Regions from separate parts of the Mus musculus genome. Here all the other regions are linked to region 3. The links are chromatin contacts, called in public Hi-C maps. All regions are on one chromosome and are shown on one strand. Each heading gives the region's core, a stretch centred on a gene start, on an enhancer-like site or on the middle of the called end of the contact. The rest is flanking DNA. Distances are from core to core; before and after follow the strand shown. Region 1 overlaps Adamts7 (a disintegrin-like and metallopeptidase (reprolysin type) with thrombospondin type 1 motif, 7). Region 2 has its middle 40 kb from the start of Gm26101. Region 3 has its middle 200 kb from the start of Gm31114. Region 4 has its middle 85 kb from the start of Gm31409.

Region 1 (6,492 bases), core at 189-2,688, 930 kb before region 3:
GAAGGACTCTTTCCCAGGGTGGTGTTGCTTCTGCTGTGTTTCCTGGCCAGCTGGGCCATTATGGAGGAAAGGTCTGAGCCAGAGGTAGCTCTGGAAATCACCTCCTTCCTGAAGCTCCAGCTGTCCCCAGCAGTGCCGAACACAGGAAACTGTGTGGCCCTTGAGTCACACCTGGGTACCTGTCTCGGGCTCTGTTTCTCTATCTGGATTGTCATTTCCTCATGCATAAAGGGATGGTCAATCCTTATTCTTGTATTAGTGGGGTCTACCGGTGAAAGGCTCAGTATTGCCCGTGAAGGCTAGGCCGCTTTACCCCCTCCCTCCCATTTTTGGCAGCCATTACTGTCTTCCATTGCAAAGGCATGGGGAGTCTGAGGCCACCCCTTGACACCTGAGGGAACCTAAGAGCTTGCTTGGCATTTACCTACTGGTTCTATGCACCTGTCCCCAGGACAGTTTATGGCTGGGCGTCAGCCCCGATCTGCTTCTCCCTGCTCTGCACAGCCTTCACTACCAGCAGCTGGTTCCTGGTGGTACTGGCTCAGGACCAGAGCAACTTCTGCTCTGCCATTCTGCTCTGAATCCCATTGCCTCATGCCGGGGAGATGTTAAGCCATCCCTGCCTGTTTCTCTCTCATCATCTCCTTCCATTTTTCCCACAGACACTCAGCACAGCTAAGCTGGGTGCTATACCACAGTGCTTGCCTTTGGGGCTGATAATGTCTATGGCTCTCTTCTGTTTCTCTCGTCAAGCTCAGGGTTGGCAGAGAATACGGTAGCTATGGTCCCAGGTGGTGCAGATAGGGAGAGGGCAGGAATTCAGGCTCTATCCGAAATAGCGTGGCTCAGGAGGCTGTGGGTTTGCAAGGTCTCCAAGAGGAATGGGAAGGGTGGGCTTAGCAGGGACCCAAAGCCTATCCATGTGAAGGGCCTCCCTGTGCCCCTACCCGCCTTCCCAGCACCCTCCCCCTCTCAAGTAAAGGGAGCCAATCAGGGAAGACTCTAGGATCGCAAGTTCCTGGAGCTTCCAGGATGTTTTGATGGTTTGTGGGATTGTTCAACAGGACATTTGGAAATCCTGGAAACTCCAGGGTGTGTGATCACCGTGGCAAGGCAGCTCACATGCCGGGTCATGTGACCTTCCCCAGGGAGGTGGGGGCTGTTATCAAGAGGAAACCTTCACTCAGTGCTTAGGTCTGCTGGAGGTCACCCAGGGGAACTAGTGTGTCAGTTTGGAGTTGCTGCCGAAAGGATAGGGTGGAGGGGCTTGTCTGCTGTCTTGTTCCCTCCGCTGCACCTGGGGATGTCCCAGACCAGGGCCCACAGCTGCCCTCCTGTGCTTCCTCCCTAGGGAATCTGCAGAAGTAAGCAGGGGTCTGGGCAGCTGTGGCTTCAGCAGCAGCAACAGCAAAGCAGTAGCACTGGGAGGAAGGCCAAGGGTCTGGACGCAAGCCACTTTCCAAAATAGTCTTCCCGGGAGAGCCAGCCAGGCCTCAGATTGTGACAACTAGGGCTGACGACTCTCCCTTCCCTGTGCCCTGCCACCAGGGGCCTGACCCAGGCTTTGGTTCCTACTGATGATCTCTGTGGCCTTGGCCAAGTCCAACTTTCTGGGCTTCACCACCCAACAAAATAGGCTGTCCTGCCACACAAAGGTTCAGGGTGAACATGGTCCACAGGAGACTGGGAGGGTGTGTGTGTGTATGGGGGTGGGGCAGTGATGACAGCAAAGGCATGTGGGACCAATGGAGGTGGCAGACTGTAGAGTGGATGCATATTAACAGTGTCTGACACACTGACAAGTGGTGGGCCTGATCCTGTCCAGTACCAGGGGTGAGCAGGGAGAAAGATGGGGCCGAGAGGTTTACATCGCTGCCAGTAGGCTCTTGGGTATCTTCTGAGGTGGTAAAGGATGGGGTCTTTGAACTTTTCTTCCAGAAAGCTAAGTCCCAACACTGTCAGTAGTTCAAGGGCAGGTGAGGCAGGGACAAGAGCTGGGGACCTGGGGTTCTGATTCTGGGGCTATCCTTCAGAAACCCAGTTTCTTGTTGGTTGCTATTCTTCCTAAGGCAATAGGGAAAGGGGCTTTTCAGTTGAATCACGGGGTGACAAAGTGTGGTTCTGGAGGCCATGCCCACTGATTCTGACCACTGCACCTCCTCTCCTCTCTTCCCTTCCCATCCCAGGTTGTGAGCGGGATCGCCTGTCCTTCAATTTCTGTGAGACGCTGCGCCTGCTGGGCCGCTGCCAGCTGCCCACCATCCGCGCTCAGTGCTGCCGTTCATGTCCCCCACTCAGTCGTGGTGTCCCTTCCCGAGGCCATCAGCGGGTAGCCAGACGGTAAACCGAGGAAGGCACCATTAGAATGCACAGACTGACCCTTGACACACAGACCTCAGTGCCCCACCACAGGCTGCGGTGGAGCCCCCTGCTCCTCGTGCCCTAACGGTGCTAACCCCACCCCTGCACGGTGGCAGGCTGGGGACCCCCTTTCCTTTCAGAAAAGGTATTTTTTTATTCTAACAGTTTGCACATTTGTTATTATTTTACATAAATGAGTATCTACCCTTTCAGAGTGGTTTGGCCTTGTCTTTGGATCTGGAGACTCTCCAATGTGACCCCGCCCTACCCACCTCTTGTCAAATGGCTACTACCCTGTCCCCTGTTGGAAGTCAGAGCAGTCAGCAGCTTCTCTGTTTCTTTGGGGGCAAATCAGCATAACCAGCACAGAGGCCATGAAAAGCAGCCTAATGTAGACACGCAAGGTCTTGAAGGCGGTGGAGGTGGCTTCTAGGGAAGCGGTATCCCCAGAGGGTTACATGGTATGAGCAGGAAGGTCTTTGCAGGAGGTACAGGTTGGCAAGAGATCCAGGGAGTCCTGTTCAATGTCCCTGATCATTCTTCACCTCTGCCTGCTATCTTCCATGAAGGTCCTCAGAGACCTGTGTTTCACAGAAATAGAGGCAGGTGTACTCATGCATCAAGCTGTCCTGTCTCCCATGGGGACTACCTGGGGCATGATAGTAGGTAAGGCTCAGATGTGCTACTTGAGAGCGGCTGGGCATGCAGGTACTTTGAAGAGGATCCTGGTTAGTGATAGGGTATTAATAACTAAGCCTTCCTCCCAGGCTAGGCCCCTGACTGCCCTTTCCTTCTGGCTGTGAGCCATCTTCAGGAGTCTTCTGGATGGCATTATGGGTCCTCCTCCAAGTTTGAGGCCCTGAGGTTCCAGGGGGGCACCTGTCCCATTTTATTTGCCAGAGTGAGGTGCACGTGGAAGCATGAAGGCACTCGGCCACTGAGAACATGGGCACACTGGAAGTCGCTCCCTGAGACTATGAAAGGGCATCAGGGGGGTGGACCCAGTCAGTGTTACGCCTGTCCTGTGACTTGCTCTACCTAGGAGTGGGGAGACTGGAGTGGGGGTTGGCGCTCTCAGGGGTCAAGATGTTCACCCAGCTCTGGGTTCCATATGCTCCTGCCATCTCATCCTGAAGTCAAACAGGTGAGAAGGTCACAGTGGAGGGAAGGGACTGGCCCAGGAGTACATACCTAGGAGGTACAGGCTCAGTATAGCTCTTAAACCTTGAACCCCTACCTCCTATTCTGGGCTCCCGGTACATGGCTCGGTCAAAGTCAGGCAGTCTATCAGGTCACTCAGGAGAGCAAGTCCCTGGTGGCTTGTGTGCGTCCAGGCACTACCATGCTGTGGGTGGAGAAGCTTATTGGATTTGTTGCTTACTTGTGCCTGCAACAGCCCCGTGGGCCCAAAGAGGCCCCAGGGATCCACTCTGAGTAATGGCTTCCTATAACCTTGCCTAATCCACTCCCATGGCAACTCCTCACAAAGATGGGAGCAGAGCCATTTCCTTGCCCAAGACTCGTACACAGCAGGGGCTGGCACTGTGGCGGAGCCCTAGGGTCCGTGACCCAGCTCTGGCCTCTGCCATTACTGTAGTAATGCTGTGTGGCCTTAGGAGCTCCCCTGGCCTTGCTGAATAAATCTGTCTCCCAAAGACCAGCAGCAGTGTAATAGGTCTAGGCCTACACTGAAGAGCCCTGGTTGAACTCCCCTCCCACCCCCCCCTCCCACCGTCGGAAAGACATTTGGTCCTAATCATTCTTGGTTTTTTCCAGAGATGTCTGGGGGAGTCCCTCGTGGCAGCTGGGCCTGAGCTGTCCACACAGACAGGAGGCAAACAAGCCGTGACTCAGGCTGGGCATGCACAGCTGGTGCAAAAGGGTGCCTATCTCCCAAGGGGGGAGGTGTGGGGTGGGTAAACTGTCTGGAAACAGGCAGCATTTCACTTATGACTTCAGCCTCTGCCCATAGTTCACCCATGGTACTCAGGGCAACTGAGGCCTACCAGTGTCAAGAAGGGCACCCTGTCTCCCATTCCAGTGGAACCAAGAGAAGACACATAAGAATCATGAGGCTGGCAAACTGGAGAAGGCCCTCATGTACACCCCATACCACAAGACCACGTAGAGGCTTCTGTCACAAATGACTACACCTACCTTTTGAGGCAGAATGTAATAAAAATTAGTTTATTTCTTCCTTTACAAGTCTACATTTAACTCAAGGATGAGCAGGGAAGCTGCTGTGATATGAAAGGACAGTCATTTGGCAGTGTGCCCTCAAGTCCCCTAGTTGCCCACAGGAGCAGAGCCTCATACATCGGGCTTGCATCTAGCCTCTGTCTTCGAGGACTTTCCTGACCAGCCACCCACCCAGAGGTCGCTGCATCAGGACACCCACTGTACTGAGGGAGAGGGGTTTGTGCGGTAACATAGTGTGGTAACCTGACTGGGTACTGCCCAGAGTACTTCCTGTATCAACAGACCACAGCTAACAAACACCAGAGAAGTACATGCTGACCAGTGACTGCTGTTCGGGTGTTATCACGGCTAGAAGTAGCCCCTGAGGCTACCTGGGTGAGCAGAGGAGAGGGACAGTCAAGGCTAAGAGGAAAAGGTGGCACAAGAGGGACCTGCAATCTGGGAGGCTCGGGTTGATATAAATACATACAGGGGAGTCGTGCACACAAAATAGAACTTGTTATATAAAAGTTGTACAGGATCTAGAAAAACCTTAATATAAAATAGTCTATAAAAATATAAAATGTAGTGAAAATATAAAAGTGTCAACGGTTGGAATATCGGTAGGTCCCACCAGACGGGGCGCCAAGCGCAGGGTGCTCCTCTACTGTGGCACGTGCATTTGGACCCACACGCTGGAGGCTGTGCTTTGGCTTTCTCAGCCCACGAGGCTCACCAGGCAGGAGCCATGCGTTGCATGCTGGGTAAAGGTTCAGATGAAAAGCAGCACGAGGCAGTCCCTGACATGAGGGGTACCTGCCACGGTGGCTGGGAGAAGTCTGGAACCTCAGGAACACTAGAGGAGGGTAAAGACAGTCTCCGTGATGAGGGAATGGGAGAAGATGGCTCAGTCACCGGAGCCTTGCCTCTGGGACAAGCATCTGCCATTTTGTCCCCAAACTGGAAAGAGGGCAAGCCCTCCTTCTCAGCTCTGAAGCCACTGAGTCATTTATCCAGGGATGAGAGCCTCTAAGTGTGCATTTGTGCATTCCCCTTGGGGCCTCTTGAGACTTTTACCTGAGCACTGATGCTAACTGCTTGAGAAACTAATGCCGTCTCTCAGGGAATGGCAGAACAGGACCCCATGCATATTGGAGATTTTCGTTTCCAATCACTGGGCTGGAACCCAGAGTCCCACACACCAGGCACATGTTCTAAGCCATGTCCCCGGCATCACCAGGTGCTTTAAAGACTCCTCCACCAGCATACAGGACAAAAGCAACCCGCCAGTAAATTTACACCAAATGCACATCTGGACTGGCATCTTCTGGTACGAAACTGACATGGCAACTGAGCCCTGGGGCAACCCTACCCTGCGGCACTTCCTAACAGCTGTCCCCAAGGCTGAGAGCCGGCACTTCCAAGGGGGTGGGGCATCTCCCTGCATTTGGTCTCAGGGAGGCTCTGGAATAGCAGTAAGACCACTGTCCAGCTCCAGACAAGCTTCCTGAAGAAACCAGGCCTCAAACCACCATCCTAAAGACACAAGGATGACATTTTTGATACCTGAAGATAGGCAAAGGCCATTGGCTAAATAGAGAGACCAGCTCCTTTTACATGGTAATAAATGAAGCAACTTTTGGAGAAGTTAAGCATAGTCTAGATACTGAAAAATGGACTCAGCCACTCAAGTGCTAGAAAGCAGACAGCAAAAACAGGAAAATGGGTCATGGAAAAAGCGCTTCTCGAAACTGTCTTGCTCCGCTCCTGAGTCTGAGTGTGTTTACACTAAGGATTGTTTCCAATTTTCCCCCAGGTAGTGTAAAGTAGTCCAAGGCTGTTTCCCTTGTGCTCCCATAATACTGTGTAACATGCTTTCTCATGACAGTCACCCATCAGCGATGCGCTGGGACTGAGCAAAAATAACCTTTCTTGTTCAAACCCTCTCTGGGC
Region 2 (6,142 bases), core at 769-3,268, 670 kb after region 3:
GGAGACTAAATTTGGACAGATTGCCAATATTCATTAGGAAAGTAAATTACAATGTGAAAGAAACAAGAACTGGGTTTAGAGAAATGTATTTCAGGGAGCACCTAGCAGACAGCTTCAATGAACACAGTGTGCCTGACCAGTATACGTGGGGACTGTGTCTGCTCAGTGTGTGCTGTTTTGGTAGGGCGAGAAAGCAAAGAGCAACTATTCTGTTAGGTTTGGGTACTTTCTTCCTAAGATTCAAATGGCACCAGTGATAGATGAAGTAACTGATTGACATATTCACATGGAAATGGAATATGTGCTTATACCTCATAGAGATAGACCATCACCTTAATTACTAAGCATCGTAGAGCAAAAGACACAATAGCCAACTGGTAAACCAAAACCAGAGAGAATGAGGGAAGGGAAGAAGTATGAATCTCTAATTTATGTGAGAAAAATAAAATGTTCGCACTTATCTTTGGATAGTAGTTTGTATATTCTGTGTAGATTGAATATTTAAATGAAAAGACTTTCATTATTATTTATGGATACAGTGCCATACTCTGAATGAAAGTGTAAAACTGCCTATATTGTTTCCACCTCATATTGTAACATTCCACTTACTCACTCATGTTAATAGAATAAAATAGGAACCTCTCTCCACTGTTGTCCTGCTTTGCATCCTCTGCATCTTTGTAGAGAATCTCAGGAGCCATCCAGAGTTCTTCAGGCACAGAAGGTGGGGTTCTCTGTTCCTTCCCTCTGCTCTGCTCCCAGCATGCCTTTCACTCTCTCGTTCTTTGATTGTGATGGTGTTGTTTTTCTCTATTCTGTTCTTTTCTGGGTATGGAAGCATAAACGCTGAATTAATCCAACTTAGGTAGCCCTTAGGATAATTTTTTAAGCAGCAGGAAATGGGCTATCTAGCTGCGCAGATAATGATATCAGCTGCTTCCTTCCAAAACAACAGGTGCTTTGGCAGAAAATGTATGTCATCACACTGGGACGATGACATCAGTTCATACTTCAGCTTAATTATAAACCACCTCCATTAATCCTCCAGTAATTAAACATTTTGTGTGTATTGCAAGGTGAAATGTAAAGTTAAAGGTGCCCTGTAATTCATCACAGGATTTAAGAAAGCATTTTCTTCACAGGGTATTTCCTATACACAACAAAACAGATATTTCCAAAATCTTTGTGCCATACTAGAAAACTAAATTTCTTTCTTCTTTTAGAAAATTATAAACACAAAGGTAATTAATAAAATGCACCATTTTTATATGTATTATTCATTTAAGAATACAAGGAACAAAGTAGTTAATGCAGGCTTTATATGATTCAGAATTAATTAAAAAACCTCTTTAATTATTTAAAATATTAAATATTCGAGGAAACTAAAGAATTACTATTTTAGTTTTGTATTTTCAACAAAAACATGAAATATGCTTATTTGTATTTTAATAAAAATATCTAAACTAGTTATACTGATGAGTGTCATAAATATTAGAAATTAAGGTGCTTTGTTAAGCATGAAACATTTTTTCATAAATATTTGGATCATTGCTTAAATTTTCAATATTTAAAATTTTCATGGGAACATTTTTGTGCTATGATTAACATAATGAGATGCAAAAAGATATTTTATACATAAAACTTTTCTTGCTTCAAAATATAAATACAATAAATAAAAAGCATACTGGATCTTCCTTTTAGCTTTAAGAGATAAGGCTGTCAATTTATTTGAATTTGTTGTTTTCTTCAGGGGTCACAAAGCTTCTAAGCAAACTGTTTATGAGGAATATGAGTATCTAAGGACCTAACCACTCAAGAATCAATCTATTCTTCATTTGCAACCAGGTAAGGCCCATATTGGCATCTTTGAAATTTCTGTACACAGCGCTTAACAATTTAGCTAACATGATTTTTGCGGAATGACAGAACAGCGTTTAATACAATTGTTCCCATTAAGAAATAGCTGTTCCCGAAGATCTTAGTTATTCACTGTATATCCATTTAAAAGTCCACCTTCATAGATAGAAATGGAGTAATCTCTGGGGTGTTGCCAAATACATCATTCACTCTTTATCACAAAGCTGTCATAACAAGCTGCAGAAAATTGTTCTTAAACAGATTAGTTTTTAAAAAAACGTAACCAGTTAACAAGACTTTCTCTCTTTGTAGATGCAAAATGATAAATCCATCTAAGAAGAGTTTTATTTTTTACAAGTGAACTTAGGCTGGATTTTTTTTTTTTTTTGTGGATTTAGTTGGAGCATTTGGGGGAGCATATGGAGCTCTCTGCGGCGCCACGGGACCACGCGGTTATGAAATCTGATCAGTGCTTCCCCAGTGACAGCTGTGCCTTTACACCATCAGAAAATTTTCAGACTTCTAATTTGTCATAACTACCTCCTGTGGAAAGGAAATATGTTATGTAGCCAAACAAAATTTTTTTTAGTGCTCAGCCCTATAAACAATTCCTAAGCTTCATTTTTTGTGGTTCACTGATGCAACTCTCACACCAAAAACATACAGAGCCATCAAAAGCTAGGGCGAGCTACTGTTGCCCCACCCACTCAAAAAGCATTCTAATGGCAATGCGTCTAGAGAAAGATTCTGTCACAGAGTTTAGCAGTTTAAAGACATTGAACTCTTGGTTGATTTCAAAAACCCACGGAAACCGTTGAGAGGTTTTAGTCTGGATTCTCTGAACACTTGTCTCTCTCTTCATCAAACACTCTTTGGAGTGGCTGAATATTATGTTGTCCTCTTAGGCCCTGCTTCTTTTTACATGGAGAGTCTGAAGTGCAGATACTTCTACCTATTAGCTTGTCATGCCTTGATCCAGCCACTTAAGGAAGAAGTATTTACTCTTCTCCCATGTGAACACTTATGCAGGGTTCCATGTTGTCAGTCTTCTTATAGCCCCACTGTGGAGAGAGACCATAGGATGCAATTCAGATGTTATCAACCCAACTGTCATTGAAGATGCAACTTCAAGTTTGATATCAGCATCTATTTCTGGACATAAGTTTGTTTGGGAGTTTTTTGAAGTGTCACCTCATTAGACAAATGAAATATTCACGTATACTTCCTCTTGCTAAATAGGTGAGTCTCACCACCTTTACATATAATCAAGATAAACGTCATGGTTGTCTTTCCTTTTACTTCAGGTTAGCTGTGCAGGCATTAGGACTACATATACTCTTCCTTCATTGTTCAGTGTTTCATGCCCATTACGAAGTGTAAAACAAAATCTTCTACAATATCAAGAATGACTCACATATGCAAACATCTATTCTGCATTCCTCTTATATCTGGTAGGACATAATAAGCAAATGAAATAGTAATTTATCATAACTAAATTAATTTAAATCTAAATGAATTAAATGGACTAACTAGCTCACATATCAACTGATTAAAATATCTTCACGGTAGAGACAGTGTTTATTATTGCCATTTTTAAGATAAGGAAAACAATACACCATTGAGGTAAAAAGAAATTATAGTAGATTTAGAGGTTGAAACCATTTTGTCCTATGTAGTACCAATGCTAATCAGCATGAGGAAGTATGAAAGACTCAATTTGGAATCTGAACTTGACACTGATAAAAGATAAATGGACACGAGTTCTATTAGTTCTTCCAATTGACTTAGCTCATGACACTAACAGTACTGCTTGCTGAGTCTTGGTTGTTATATCTTTAACATAACAGGGTGAGACTGGTAATATCTTTTTTATAATAAAATTGTATGCTGTAGATTACAATATAGAGTCATTTGTGCAGACATAAATCATTTTACATATGCTGTTTATCTCTAACTTCTCATTTCCTCATGGTTAATACTTTGTACACAGTTTTTAACCCATCATATACTGATAAAAGAGGGACAGTAAATCAGTCAGATAATCACATCAAAGCCATGATAATAGTCTATTTCTTTTCAACTCTACATCCATATCCTTAGAATGCATCTTTTTAAAACTTACTTAATCTGCAAATAAAAACTTAGATACAAATTTGAGGCTGTGGAAATAGTTGTTCTGATAAAGTGGTTGTTCCACAAGCATAAAAACCCAAGGTTGATCCCCAAAAGCCACATAAATATTTCTAGAAGTGCTGGCACACACTTGTGAAACCACCATTGGGAAAGTAGAGACAGGTGGATGCCTAAGTCAAGCTTTAGGCCAAGGAGTGACCGTGTCTGGAACAAACAAATAAAAGAAGGCAGACAGCTTCAGCTTCAGAGAAACATCATTAGAGATTGACCTCTGCCTTCTAAATGAACAACAACCCCCAACACACACACACACACACACACACACAAATGCAAACAAAAGCAAAAGTCATATGTTTTGCCTAATGTGATAAGACTCTGCCAGCTATAGCTTAAAAATAACATTTTCTTTAGATGAGGATGCCAAGTATTTGAATAAATTCTTTATATTTCATTGATATCTTGAAATGTACCTATTCTGAGAAAAGGATAAATGTTGTCATCACATTTTATAAGGCAAAAAGGGGCATATAAACTTTGCTGTAAGCCAGTGTACCAAGGCCATCCTAACATTATCTATCAGACCACCTGCTAGAGCATGTTGGCAAAAGGAGAACATAGCCCTGATCTGGTCCCACAGTTAGACTCTATTTGCTGTGGAGTTATTTGGTGCAAATCAGTCATACACAAATAAGAAAATATTAATATGATGGTCTCTATGTTAATGGATGGCAGTTTGGTAGAAATATGTGGCAGATACCCAGAACAAATAAATGTCTCTCCAAGCAAGCACAAAGGTCTGCCTCTTTTATCTATTGACCCTCTCCTAGAATGGGGTTCAATAGAATTGGCTTGCTGGTTGATCACTCAAGTATCCATATTGAATATTACAATTTTGTCTCTGGCTGACACAGTAATTAAAATTGACTACAGGAGGCAAGCTTTGATAAATTTAAATCTTTGTTGTTGAGCCCATACATAACATTCTGTCTTTGTAGTCATGAATGAATAAGAGAAAGGTTAAATTGGTACCCATAGAGGATACCTGGTTGAGTTGACTACTATGATCTTTTTTGTCCAGGTCACTTTTGGTGAGCACTCACATAGGAAATAAATGTTTTGATTTGTTTTGCACACTCCTAGGTGTTTCTCCAACACCTCATAGTCATGAAGTTGAAAATCATATTCCTTCTTAAATAAGTCTCAAGAATCAATCATTATGGCCAAAGGTTTCAAGCCAAGTCTTTGATTGTCCATTTTGAATCACTGTAAACTCTTACCATACTTAACAACTTAATTATTTTACTGCTATGTATGTCAAAAGGCTGACACTGATATTAAGACTGTGTCCTTTTTATAGCCTCTCACGGGATCTTCTACAAACAATGAGAATAAGGGAGGTCAAGGTTTCACTGAGCTGATAAATCTCATTAGTTGAATGTCTGATTTCATGGCTTCCAGTCTACTTTCCCCTTAACGTTAGGACAAAACTCCACTAATATTTTTTTTCCTTTTCCTCCAGTATCTAATTGTGTGTTCCTCATTTCCTCCTGAGCCTCACCAGGGACATCTTAATATGCATATATGTACTTAGAGTCTGGTTATGAAATTTTAATTATTCTCTAAAATGAGCTAGGTGCTCTTTTCCATACTTCTCATTTCCTATGAACCATTAATAATAGAATTACTGACAAACATATTTTTAATTGAAATATGTTCAAGGATGGGTATTTTCAAAAAAATTATGTTTCTAAAACTCCTCTGGTGTTTTCTCATTGCCAGACCCCAAAAATTGCTGGCCATAGATGCGTCTCCTTTCTCTCCACATAAGCTTGGTACTGATGTTAAAATCTTTCAAAAAAATGAATAAGGTGCACCCTTGATATCTAATGTGGCCTTAAAGTTATCTAACTACTGTCTTTAATCAGATTTATAAAGTGCCTTAATAGAAACATATAGAATTATGCCTTAATAATGAATCCCTAACTATAGTTTTAGATAAAAAGGTACATCCAAAAATGCACAACAGTATGTTATGTGTAAATATGAACTTTTTTTTCCCTTTAACCTTTGTTTAAGTAGTTACAAATGGATCATCAAGTAGGTTAATCAAAACTGTAATTATATGCCTGGTGATATTAAGATTAACACTATA
Region 3 (6,452 bases), core at 1,945-4,444:
AAGGAACATTTCCTGCTCCCAAGTGACTTGATTATTCAGATTTACTGACTTCAAATCTATAAAATATTCTCCAGGAGTTCGTTTGAGATATTGAAGTTGTTGAGTTTTAAAGCAAAAAACCATACTTGTTGATTTTTAATATTTTTGTGTTCCTGTTTCCCATTTAAGACACTGTGACTTAGGCATTGAAACTGTTAACCTTTAAAAAAAAAAAAAAACAAAACAAAACAAACAAAAAAAAACTGGCTTCAGCTCTTTTAATCTGCCCTTTGACTACAGGAAGCTTACAAATAATTTACAAAATGATTTTTGCTTTAGGCTCTTGATTTAGTTCTTAGTTTAGTTATTTAGAATAACAGGAGCATAGTATTAAACTTATGTTTAAGAGGACATATATAAGCAAACATTATAGTTAAAATATATACCGTTTATCTTAAAGAAAAAAGTTGCACTGGAAATATGACATATGTCTTTCAGTGTCAATATGCTGGATTGATTTTATTACTAATAAGCATATATATTTGTAACTGACTTGATTACTTAAATTAATTGAAGTTGATAAGCAACAAAGTATTTATAGTTAAAAATGAGATACAGATATGTATTAGATTTTTCTTCTGTTTTATAAAAATCTACTATAGATGTGCCTATATTTTTCCTCTTGATTATTCAAAGGGTAATGTACAAATCTGTGAATGGGGTGGCATGATAATTAATCGCAGGCAGTACATATTGTCTACCTGTAAGATGACTGATTATATTTTACATCGATATGATTTCATAAACTGTTTTATTATCATTTAACCTGAGAGGGGATATTCAGAAACACTAAATATTACCTAATTTTATTTCATGTGAATACATTAAATACAGTATCTGTACATCTATATATCTTTTATTAGATGCTGAGACTAGAAAGTAGAGTTTGTTTGTTTTTTTTTTTCTTTTAACCTTTTTATTTGTTCCTGAATTTGAAGACATTATAGGCCATAAGGAATAATAGGACGACTATAGCTCCTTGAAAATGACTTTTGAAAGTCCGCGTGGATAACATGATTAATTCTTTGCAACAGATTTTCATATTTGCTAAATAGCTAGATAGCCTTGTTTTATTTCTTGACTGTTAACTTCCGTTGTTTTTTGGTGGGTTTTAGGGGAGTTTTGTTTGTTTGTTTATTTGTCTTGTTTTTCTGAATGGTGTGCTATTAAGTTTCCAAGGCTGGGTTTTCTACACTCAATTAAAATAGCACAGACTCATATGAGAAATCTCCTGCAGTGTTATACGTTACAATCACATCCCTTATCCCAAAGCTACAGTGATCACTTCCAAAAGTTCCTTAAGAAACAAAACAAAACAAAACTGTTTCATCATAAGCTATCCAAATGTAGAGGGCGCTGCTGTACATGTATTTTGAAAGTGTTTCAGAATCAAACACTCATCTGTTAATTTAGTTTTTGTTTTCAAAACCTGCCAGTAAATTCTAATCACATCATTAATGTTTAAAGTCTGTATTTAGACTTAAAGTAACTGAAAATACTTAGGGAATAAAGTATTAAAGTTGTACATGTCATTGTGGAAATAAGTACTTTTTAATTTTATCTTCTAGTTCTAATTATCTATAAATTAGTTTAGATGTTCTTGTAGCTAGTTTTTATATATCAAGGTTCTGTCACTATAGTTATGTAAAAAATAGCCTGGTGCCCAGGAGATGTAAGCTGAAAATTTAAGAATGTCATTATATTTGTGTGAAAGAAGGATGAACTATATACAAAGGCAATTAATTTTGGGTAGAGACTGTGTATTTTCAATACCATACTACAGTGTTTTGGGTGTTTGAAACTTTACAAAGTACAGATTGAGAAAAATGTTCCAATCAGTTGCTGCCTTTTTTAATCTATGTTTCTAAGCAATCATATATTTTAAAGTGATTTCACTAGACATGCTAGTTTCTGTATGGTTTTTAATGCACTCTTAAAATTTAGAAGTGTTCCCTTATCATGTAACAAATATAACATTTTTCCATTAATGAAATAAAGCTAACTGGAAAAATAACTCTACTGACATATATATATATATATATATATATATATATATATATATACATATATATATATATATGTGTGTGTGTGTGTGTGTGTGTCAGTAGAGTTATTATATATATTTATATATATTAACAAAATGTTATAAATAATTTCTTTGATTTTCATGAGTATCAAAATCATATGAATTTACTTTTTAAGTTTTTTCATTTGTATTATTATAATTTTAAAGCAATCAAAGATAAAACAGATTACAGCATATCTTATAAATACATATTTTGATAATATATTTGTACAAAATCAAGCTTGAAAATCTCATGTATTAGATAGGTGCTTTGCTATATCTAAAGTGAATTAGTACTATGCAAAATTCACCAATTCCTTGTCTGTCGGGGCCAAAGCTGAATGACAGCTACAGATTTAAAATGTATTTGCTGAGAAAACACATCAGAAACTCAAATGTGACTAGGTTCTAATCTAGTTTTCACTGTTGGCTCTTAACACTTAATTTCATACTTAAAAGCCATTTGATTTATCTCTTCTTGTTACATGTAGATTTGGTACAGCTAAATACAGACGGACTGGTGGAATATATACTGGCATTAATAAGACAGTATCCTTTATAGTTAAAGTCACATAATCAGCGAGATTTTTTACATTTGATTTTCATTCTTAAACACCCACGAAATAGCAACAGCGCCTACTCTCTTCCTAGTTTGACTTGCAGAAAGAAACAGGCCAAGAATGACTGGGATACGTAAATATGTAATTCTATGCAGAGCCGGTGAAACTAAGTACAAGAAAAACATAAATACCTCGTCAGGAAAAGTTTTCAGTGTAGCTCAGGCATAACTTTTCAACTCTTCCAGTTATTTTAACATCAAAATAAGCGTGGCAGAAAGCACAGGAGGAAAAGCGCCCGACTAAAACGGCTCCTAATGTGCTCTTTTGAATCGGGTATCCAAAACTGCCTGTTTAGGCTGCATCTAATCTAGCACAAGTAGGTGTTGTCTGAATTTTATGCTATCCACCCACGTTTAAGTAGTTTTTCACCTTAAAACTAGGAAAGAGAGTCGAGGAGTGAAACAGCCAATCCACAACTGAGGTAACAGTTGCCTTGTACGATAGACAAGTTCTTTGGGACCAAGATACCCCACAGACTGACTAACTAGGACAAGGGATGAAGCTTGGCCTTGTTCACTGCCATCAAAACAAAGGCTCATATTGCATGAAAATCCTGTGCAAATGAGCCATAATGGCGTGAATGACAATCTCCTAAGACCATGCAGCAAGGCCCGTGTTTGATCTGAAACACTGTTAATCTTTCTCACACATAGCACACTAGTACACTTGGGAAATCCTCCATGAGTACTTCCCTACAGCCGGAGCAGGAGCAAGAGATGGAAAGGCATCAAGCAAAAGTTCTGTCTTGGCCACTACTTCATTTGAGTCATTTTTCACTTTGGTTTTTTTGGTGATTTGGTTCAGATAGTCACAGAAAATTTAGACCTCACTCTTCTTTACTTCAAAACTTTGTGTTTTTTTTTAACTGTCTCTTTTGTATAAATATATGGTGTTACTGTTATGTTTTAAAAGGTTTCCAAGGGCTATAACAATTAGAAACCGTTTGAAATGTCTTATTTGTGTAGGTTGTGTCATTAATCCTAGTGGAATCAGACACTACACCAAAACATGTAAGAAAGGAAAAAGCCAGCATAAGAGGGGAGAATAAGAGATAGGGAGAAAGGAAATGGGAGGAAAAAGGTGGGTAGAAGAAGAGGGAGGGGGGAGGAGAGAGGGAGAAAGGGAGGAAAGGGTGAAGGAGGAAAGAAGGGAGAAGGGGGAAGGAAAAAAGGAGAGATGTTTTCTACTGTAAGAAAAGACTGATTTTGGTGTTTCCATTTCAAATACAATTTAAACCATCAAAATAGCTCATAAGAAATTACAGGTCAGACTTTTGAATCACAGACGGCCTTTTATTTTCCTTTCTAATATTTAAATGAACTGTTTGCTTGGAGAGCCAAATATGTAAGGCACATGTGTTCAGTACAAGCTGAGTAAGTCATGCCAACTCAAAGATGGTAGGAAGTATGCCTCCTTCGTTGTGTTTTCCTTTTGAAGTGTTGCCTAAAAATCAGGCCTGGGCTTCAAAGAGGAGGATTACAGCCTTTATCCAGCAATTAATATGGTTGGGACTCAGAACATCAGCATCTGACCACAACACTAGCCGACAGAAGCATAGCAGGAATTCATTCTCTTTCAGGACTTAAGTAAATCATAAAAATGAATAAATAAGCAGTAATATATTGTTGATACTTGGCAGAGAAAGAAGGGGCAGAGCTAAGCTTTCGCATCTAGTAACCAACCTGCGTTTTCATATCCAGGCAAGCATTTCCAAAATCTGAGATCCCTGGACCTCTAACAAGGTTTCTACATCTGGATCATTTTACTCTCCCACCAGCTTTTAAGAAAGAAATGCTCTCCAGTAAGAAATCCATTCCTTTCTCCTTATAGAGTGGATCAGATAATCATTTGGATGTGGAGAAGTCCTTCTTCCTGTCAAAGTTCAAGGTTTCAAAACATGGTCAGAATATAAAAACAAATAAAACTCTGTAGGATCTGCAGGAAGCATTTTAAGCACATTAGATTACGCAGAGTGCTCATCCTAGATGACAGAGTTGGGGCCTCACTTTTCTTTCTCGATTTCATTGTAAGAATCTTTTGAAAGGGGATGCCAGGGGTGTGATCGGTTAGCACATGATCCTTACACAGAATCTTCTGGCAAAATCCTAGAATGATGATTCCTTCCTGTTACTGGGCAACTGTAGAATTGAAGTCCATAGAACATCTTTCATTTCACCTCAGTACTTTGCTATGTTAGATCTTGATTTTTTTTTTATTTTAGTTTGTGTTTGAGATATTTCTCAGGTCTCCCAGCAGGCTTGCCATGTATCCAAGGCTAATATTAAATTTTCTTATCAATTCTGATCTCTCTGTCTTGTCTCTCAAGGCCCAGATTACAGACAAGTAGAGTCTAAATATTGAAGAATGAAATACCAGGAAACAATCTTTCAGAACAAGAGGCTAGTGGCAATTAATCTATCTGTATAAAATGCATGTTTGAACCTGAAAACAAAGAGATATCTACTCTAGAAATGGGAGCTAGAATATTGAATATTTAATATTGAATAGTAAGGAACAAAATATCAAGCAAAAACATTCAGAACAAGTGGATTAGCTGTAATTAATATATCTATATAGTGCACTGTTTGGGTCTGAAGACAAAGAGGCATTTGCTCTAGGGATGGGAACTCCTGTCACTATAAAGACTGATCTTGGAATAAGAAGAACATCTTCACTTCCACACAGAGATAATGGGCTGCCCTCTCGAATCACATACAGTTGCTGCTCTAATTTTTTCTTACAGATTTTTTTTTCTGTCTTGAAAGAAATTGCCATGTGTAAAGAATTTACAGAAAAATATCAGAGCACCCTGACAACCTAAGCAATGTATTTATTTCATTAATAAACAATGATTATTGTTCAGTGCAATGTGTTGTGAAAGATGCTTAAGGGACATTTGCTGTAAACTCTAAATATTTTTTAAATTAATGTGTAATAGCCTCTTTGCTCTCAGATCCATATTTACCCCTAGATCTTACACATAAATGTAGAAGTGAGGGCACAAAGATATTTCATTTTCTATACTCTTCTTGCATGTATTTTATTTCCTATTTCCTTGCCTTTGGCACTCATCATAAAGATCCTGATAATATGCTTTAGCTGTACAGAAAGTTGGGCAGAAGAACAAAGAGCAGTTGACGGATTAAATATCTGAAAGCAGGCAAAGTCATCCTGCTAAGTGAGACCATTAGAAATGGGGTTAGTGTTTATGCAAACTTAAGAATCTATTATTCTGAGGGGGCAGTGAGCAGGATGTAAAGTGAGTAAGTAAAATAATTAATAATAATAATAATAATAATAATAATAAAGAATCTATTATTCGTTTTCATTTTTGACATCATTCTGTTGCAGCATCTTGATTCCTAGACCACAGTTCAAAAGCCAGGGAGCCTGCCAAGGCTATTTTGCCACTTAACAGCAGAGTCCTGACTGTTATATAAATTTGTACAAGGGGAGGGAATAAAAAGATTCAAAAAGCAAGGAAACAACATTTTCCAACCACTAAAAAGAGAATAAAGAACGAACACTTGCTTTTTAATATTGCATCTGATTTCTTAAATAAAATTTTCTGATAGTACACTATCATTACCCACCAAGCATGGGGTTTGGCACTGTCTACTGAGGCACATCTACCATGGTCTCCCCTCCTCTGTATTTAGTTGTCAGCAGGCATATTTGTTAGGTACAAATTATTCAAGCCCGGTTTCAAAAGATCCATAACCTATTTA
Region 4 (5,803 bases), core at 1,119-3,618, 920 kb after region 3:
AAAGTTTGAGAGCTACCTGGGATACACAGGAAGACTTTAATTATTTTTTTAATCTTTTTTGCATGGACTATGCCAAGTGTGTAGCACACACTTTCCCTATTCAGCCTACCAAATGTTAGTGACCTGCTTTTCTCGTTCTGTCACTAAGATGAATACTGTCCTCATGCTCTTTCAACATGCTCTAGAGATGATAGTCATAGCTAGAAAGTGACTATCAGCTGACCACACAGGTTCACCAGTGACATCTGAGTAACAAGGAAAAGATGTCAAAGCTAGAAACAACTGCTGTCCAAACTTTTTTGTGATGTCCTTGAATTAAAGCATCATTCATCACGAGTACATCTCAAATCTGCTAGTCCTGAGACAGAGATGTGTATTGAGTCAGTTCCTCTCAAACTCTCTATGATGATCAGCCTACTTCACTTTCCTAAAGTTGCTTCACTGTCGGAACCTGCTTTTGCAACAGTTTTAGTTATATAGTTGCAAAAGTGTGGTTTTTTTCAAACATTTTAATAAATGTCTCTGCAACTTTTACGATGAAGTAAATGTACATTAATATCATATACAACTGGCATCCCCTTCCAAGGTCTGACCTCTGAAAAAATATCGTGAATATATGTTGTTTACGGTTAAGAAAGTAACTTCCTAACTGTCTAAATGCCCTTAATGTCAAGATGAACACTAAAACAATGATTATGGGCAAGGATCACTACTTTGGGAAATAACTCACAAAGATTAGGGAGAGAAAAAAATCCATAAGTTGTAAAAAATAATCATCCTTTCAAATCAACTAGCTTAACATTTGTTAAACATAAAAATGTCATCCCAAGTGACAGCTCACTTTCCTGATACTTAGACCAGGAATCACATGCACCCTTTCTATTTCTACAATTATCAATGGCACTGTTATTTTAACATGTTTTCCTTCCACATTAAGCTGCAAGGCTGAGAAGGATGACACAGCAACCCAATGGCTGTGATTCTTCACTCATATTTCCAATACCTTCACGTTAATGTCCCAAGAGATCCTATTTTGCATTGTTTGATGCTACTATTGTGCATTAACAGTCTTCATCGACCCGGCCTTGGTTTTGCATTTTTGGGTTTTTGGACAGGCATTAACAGTAAGGGAAGAGAACTATGAAAATAAATAAGAAAAACGAAATGAAAGTTTCACATGCAGAAGCTTTAAGAATTGAGCACTGCCTTCTGGCTGGTTCTCCGTGCACGTCTTCTTGCTGACACACACGGAGAACTAGTGCTGCATATGATTTCCAACTGGAAATCTGTAAAGCCTTCTGCACTCCCTCTCCGCCTTGTTCACACACAGAAGCTGACCACATCTTCACGTCTTCATGGAAATATATAGGTTGCTTTAATTTACCTTATATTTTTAACTGTTCCCTAAGATTTATTTTTACTTCAGACAAAATGGTTTGTCATATGGAAATGATAGTTTAAATTTTGATGTTGAAAGTAAAATTGACTTTTTTTACTTAGAATTTCTGTGATTTTAATTAAGTAAATGTATATTTTACTTGTACATATATACACATATATGTGTGTATATATGCATATATATACACAAATATATATGCTACTTTTTTTACAAGCTATTTCTAAAAACAACCATCCTTGACATAGCAAGGACATAGCCCTTATATACAAATATTATATATGTCATTGAATCCATTTTCTTATATTAAGCTCCATTTTATTTATCTTTCAAAATAAAAAGATGGTTATTATGTAAATTATCAGATAATATACTTCATACACATATGCTTTAGACATATTATCAAAATTACTTAAGGTATTTTTACTAGAATTTGGAGATCATTAAGGAATAATTTGAGATTGTTTTAAATTTTCTGAGGCGAACTGAGAATATAGTTTTGGAGGGCTTTTGATATCTAAGAATAACTCAGTCAAACAATTGCTGTATGCAAATGAATTCAACTTCTTAACTTTTCCACCTTGTTTTGTAGACAGAAAGATTATCATAAAAATCACAAATACACACATTTTATAGTAGCCTGCTAACTGTGTATCAATTTACATTACCTTATCTTCATGAAGACAACATGCCAAGATGCTAGACAACCAATACAAGGGATATTAAACAAAGTCAAGAAAGATTATGTCTGTATGAATGCATTTGCTGGAGATCGGTTTTCATTGGAATCTTAGACTCATTTAAAACATACCAAAGACACAGATTTTGAGCTCTTTCCCAGAAAACAATTCCTTGCTTTGGTTTTTGAAAAGCAATTGAATCAAAGGAAAAATTGATATTCCTTCTGCATTCATCACTTTATCGTGGGTAGAGAGCACCCTCTACTTTCTTCTGATTAAATAGCACCACTCATCTGGAGGAAAAGAAATGGCTGCGTCTATGTGGACAATTTGCTCAAGACATCAGAAAAAGGGATTTGTTTATAAGGTTCATTAGCTCATGGCCTCTACTGGCAGTAACCCATGTTTAGGAGGCCACCATTGTGACACCCTCCAAAGATTCCCCAGAAGGAGGCAAAGTCTAGGAGGAGAATGCCTGCTCTGAAGTCTCCCACTTTCCATGAACTGGGTCTGCAGAGCCACCCCAGGAGGGGAGACGGCAGCTTTGAAAGCTAACACCTTTGTTATTCCAAGTGTTAGAGATGAAGCTGAGTCTCAGATGCCCCAAGGTCTGTGCATCCTTCACCAAACACAGATGGAAGCTGGACTCTTTGAACTGCTTTGAAAATCTGTTACTAAGCTTTGCTTTGGGTCTGCAGAGCAGCCATTGCTAACCTCTGACTGCTTGCAATTTTTATGGCTGTGTGATGACAAGGGATAAAATAGCTTCATTTTAGAAGCAAATGGTTCATATGCCAAGGATAAAGAAAAAAGGGCACCACGTTAGCAAGATTTTATAGCAACTATATAGTAATTATAAGTGATAGTCTTTTAAAAATATAAATTGTAAATAAATCACAAATATTAAGGTAATATTAATTCATTTGCTTTATTATGATAATATTTATGCTTATAATAATAATTTTAAATAGCAAAATGAGGGCATCTTTAGATCAGTTATTGGCATACAGTTCCTTAGAGGTTTGCAGTGATGTTAAAATATATTGATTCTTGAATTCGGAATCAGAAACATCTGCTACTGTAAGTCAATGTCATACTCTGGCTTACATAGTGATTCCATTTAAAAGCATTTTATATTTATCACTGCAGTTTTCATTTTCCTGTGATAGGAAACACATTCAATTAAAGTCACTCTAAATAAACCATCTCCCTTAAGTCATATTTAGTCAACAGTTTATCCTGCACCATTTTAGCCTGTTCCATGTGCTAAGAAAGAGTTCAGCTGTTCTTGCTTTCCTTTCAAAAGCACATCCCATTTCTGCATAAAGAATCAAGACCTTCCTACAAACTGGAGGATTTCAGTTCTATTGTTCTTAATAGAAAAAGTAAGATCTGATCAAGACAGACATCAGTACACAAGGGTATAGTCTCAAAGTAGTTCATTGCAGCTTTGTGAAAGCCTAATAGTGCATATTTGTATGAAAGCAAGTGTTTACATCTGTGCCAAAGAAAAACCAATAAAAACTACCCATTTGGTTAGTGTCAGATAGTTTTAAATGTAAGGTGTCTATGGAGACATTAATGTAACTCTGGTTTACGAGCAACTTTTCTAGGCAGGGGTTTAACAGGAACAACAGACGCTCCATACAGTATATATTTAATAAGAACACAGCCTTTAACCACAGCAGGTTTCCTCCTTGGAGCATGGTGAGGATAACTCTATGACCTACTACCCTGTCTCAGCAGGTCAGCACCTGCAGGAACTAGCCGACTCAGTAATCTCCATCCAAGACCTCTTGAACTTGCTCGCCTGCTAGCTTTTTTAATAGATGTATATATATATATATATAAAAGAGCAGGGATATGAGCTTCTTCCCAGCTCTCACCCCCAGGATACACCAAGTGACTATAAAATTCTTTATTCTATCCTTCCTGCCACAGCATCAACCGCGGTGCAAAGAAGACTTTCACAGCCTGGGAATTTACAACCCCAGCATCATAGTTGGGCTTAAAATGTTTATATAAGTCAGACATGGTACTAAAACATCAGTGATGTTTCTAGAAGGGGAAAGAGTGGTGATGACCAGTGTCCCATAATAGCTGCCTCATGTGAGAAAATAGAGGGAAAAGGAAGGCATCCTGTGGCCAAGGGGAACTACATAGAGGCAAGGGAGGATGTTTTGTCATCTGCTCACTGCCTACCAGTTGACACTGACAAAATCAAGATGTGTGAGAGCCCATTCTCCATTCCCCAAGAAAACAAAGCCACTTTAATGAAAAACAGTGAGATCAAAAATGTAAAGTTCACATACCTATTTTTTAATTCTTTTGATTTTTGTTTACTTTTCAAAAATAAAATATAATTACATCTCTTCCCTGTTTCCTTTCCTCCCTCCATAGCTTACTCCTCCCAGAAAGAGTCAGAAAAAAAAGAACGAGACACAAGTGATGAAATTTTCAAATGACTAGACATGCATAATATCCTGAAACATCTCTAAATACATAGACATTGTTTGAGAACTGAGGTTTATATCAAGGGCTAGAAGCAGAATTGTGCTGATGGTGGACACCCAGAGATCTCCAAGCAAAAGTTAAGGCAGGACATGACACTGATGTGTCCTGCTGACCATTGAGCAGATTCACAATTCAGAGTTGATGGTAGGGATGAGATGCAGAGAGACTATTTGTGTAATTCACATACAGAAATTCACACTCCCCGACTACAACTGTTTGAACATTGGGCTTACTGAAAAGATTGAGGGAAGCTTTGTTGACCATTTCTAGTCCATAAAGACAGCTAGTTCCAGGTTTCTTTAATCATGTGTGTATTACTTTGCTCTCAGAAGAATCTTATTTATGGGGCTCAGTACTGTTGTTAGTAATTAGTTCAAAATTTGCATGGATGTAGAGGGGTGTTTTCTTTCTCTCTTGGGGTGGTTTAATCATTAATGTACCATAAAAGCCTTACAAGTCTAACTAGGAAGTAGGTACTACTGATAACTCTTAAGTACCTTGTACTTCTAATATTGTACTTATAATTGTTTTTATTTAAATTAATTTCATTCCAAATTAAAACATTTTAAAAGAACATACTGTATTCTGCAAGAATTATTTGGATATTGTCATAGTTTGAACATGAAATATCCCACATTGTCTTAGATGTTAGCCACTTAGTCTCCAATAATTTAAAATCAATGTATTGGAAATAATAGGAGGTGGGAACTGGCACGGTCATACCTTTGAAGATTGTACCTAGTCTACACTCATTTTCTTCTCTCCACCCTGAGGTGAAGACTAACCTTTCCTACCAGGTTGTTCTGTTCATGTTCAGAGAGCTAAGCAACCAGGAGCTTAACTCTCTGAGGCAATTGATTATAATTAATCTTTCAGGTATTTTGGTCAAAATAAGTTCAAAATAACTCAGACATACTACATAAAATGTGAAAATTGGTAAATAAGTTGTATGCCACAAAGATTTGTCACTATCCCCTACAAAGTCAAAGTTGATATGGTTCCTAGCTGAGAAATGTGTTAGGCCGCATGTAGCAAACTAGAACAAACTTAATAGGCATTTGGAGATTTAGCTCTGATGTTGATAGCCCAAAACTGACACAGCTGTCCACAGATGCCATCGGCACCCTGGGCTTCCTCTATCTGTCCTCACAGCCTCTCTTGGTATGTGATTTTCTCCTTCAGGACCACAGCATTGCCTTCTCTGCCATCTTCT

Evidence for each region. A called contact is a pair of places that touch in the nucleus more often than the background predicts.
Region 1: a Hi-C map of muscle stem cells shows a contact between it and region 3, with 2.6 times the contacts expected there. The contact joins two enhancer-like sites. A contact is called at or near these places in 4 of 484 Hi-C or Micro-C datasets (cerebellum, cerebral cortex, muscle stem cells and 1 more).
Region 2: a Hi-C map of cerebellum shows a contact between it and region 3, with 5 times the contacts expected there. The contact joins two enhancer-like sites. A contact is called at or near these places in 5 of 484 Hi-C or Micro-C datasets (brain, cerebellar granule neurons and cerebellum).
Region 4: a contact with region 3 is called in a Hi-C map of cerebellum, with 4 times the contacts expected there. The contact joins two enhancer-like sites. A contact is called at or near these places in 9 of 484 Hi-C or Micro-C datasets (brain, cerebellar granule neurons, cerebellum and 4 more) and 1 of 115 datasets of contacts at active chromatin or transcription factors (neural progenitor cells).

Annotation. Positions count from the first base shown.
Region 1 is chr9:90,197,528-90,204,019 of GRCm38.p6, forward strand. It overlaps Adamts7 (a disintegrin-like and metallopeptidase (reprolysin type) with thrombospondin type 1 motif, 7), which reads left to right. Exons shown (of 24, transcript NM_001326351.1): 24 at 2,187-2,575. The coding sequence ends at 2,344. It overlaps Tbc1d2b (TBC1 domain family, member 2B), which reads right to left. Exons shown (of 13, transcript NM_194334.2): 13 at 4,520-6,492. Among named protein-coding and RNA genes, the nearest start is that of Adamts7, 38 kb to the left of the region's middle. Within about 2 kb of position 1,439, at least 61 of the 459 cell types and tissues checked have an H3K27ac peak or open chromatin away from gene starts, as enhancers often do. A contact at or near this core is called in muscle stem cells, where this site is marked.
Region 2 is chr9:91,796,328-91,802,469 of GRCm38.p6, forward strand. No RefSeq gene overlaps it. Among named protein-coding and RNA genes, the nearest start is that of Gm26101, 40 kb to the right of the region's middle. Within about 2 kb of position 2,019, at least 7 of the 459 cell types and tissues checked have an H3K27ac peak or open chromatin away from gene starts, as enhancers often do. A contact at or near this core is called in cerebellar granule neurons and cerebellum, where this site is marked.
Region 3 is chr9:91,127,342-91,133,793 of GRCm38.p6, forward strand. No RefSeq gene overlaps it. Among named protein-coding and RNA genes, the nearest start is that of Gm31114, 200 kb to the left of the region's middle. Within about 2 kb of position 3,195, at least 6 of the 459 cell types and tissues checked have an H3K27ac peak or open chromatin away from gene starts, as enhancers often do. A contact at or near this core is called in cerebellar granule neurons, cerebellum and muscle stem cells, where this site is marked.
Region 4 is chr9:92,043,208-92,049,010 of GRCm38.p6, forward strand. No RefSeq gene overlaps it. Among named protein-coding and RNA genes, the nearest start is that of Gm31409, 85 kb to the left of the region's middle. Within about 2 kb of position 2,369, at least 6 of the 459 cell types and tissues checked have an H3K27ac peak or open chromatin away from gene starts, as enhancers often do. A contact at or near this core is called in cerebellar granule neurons and cerebellum, where this site is marked.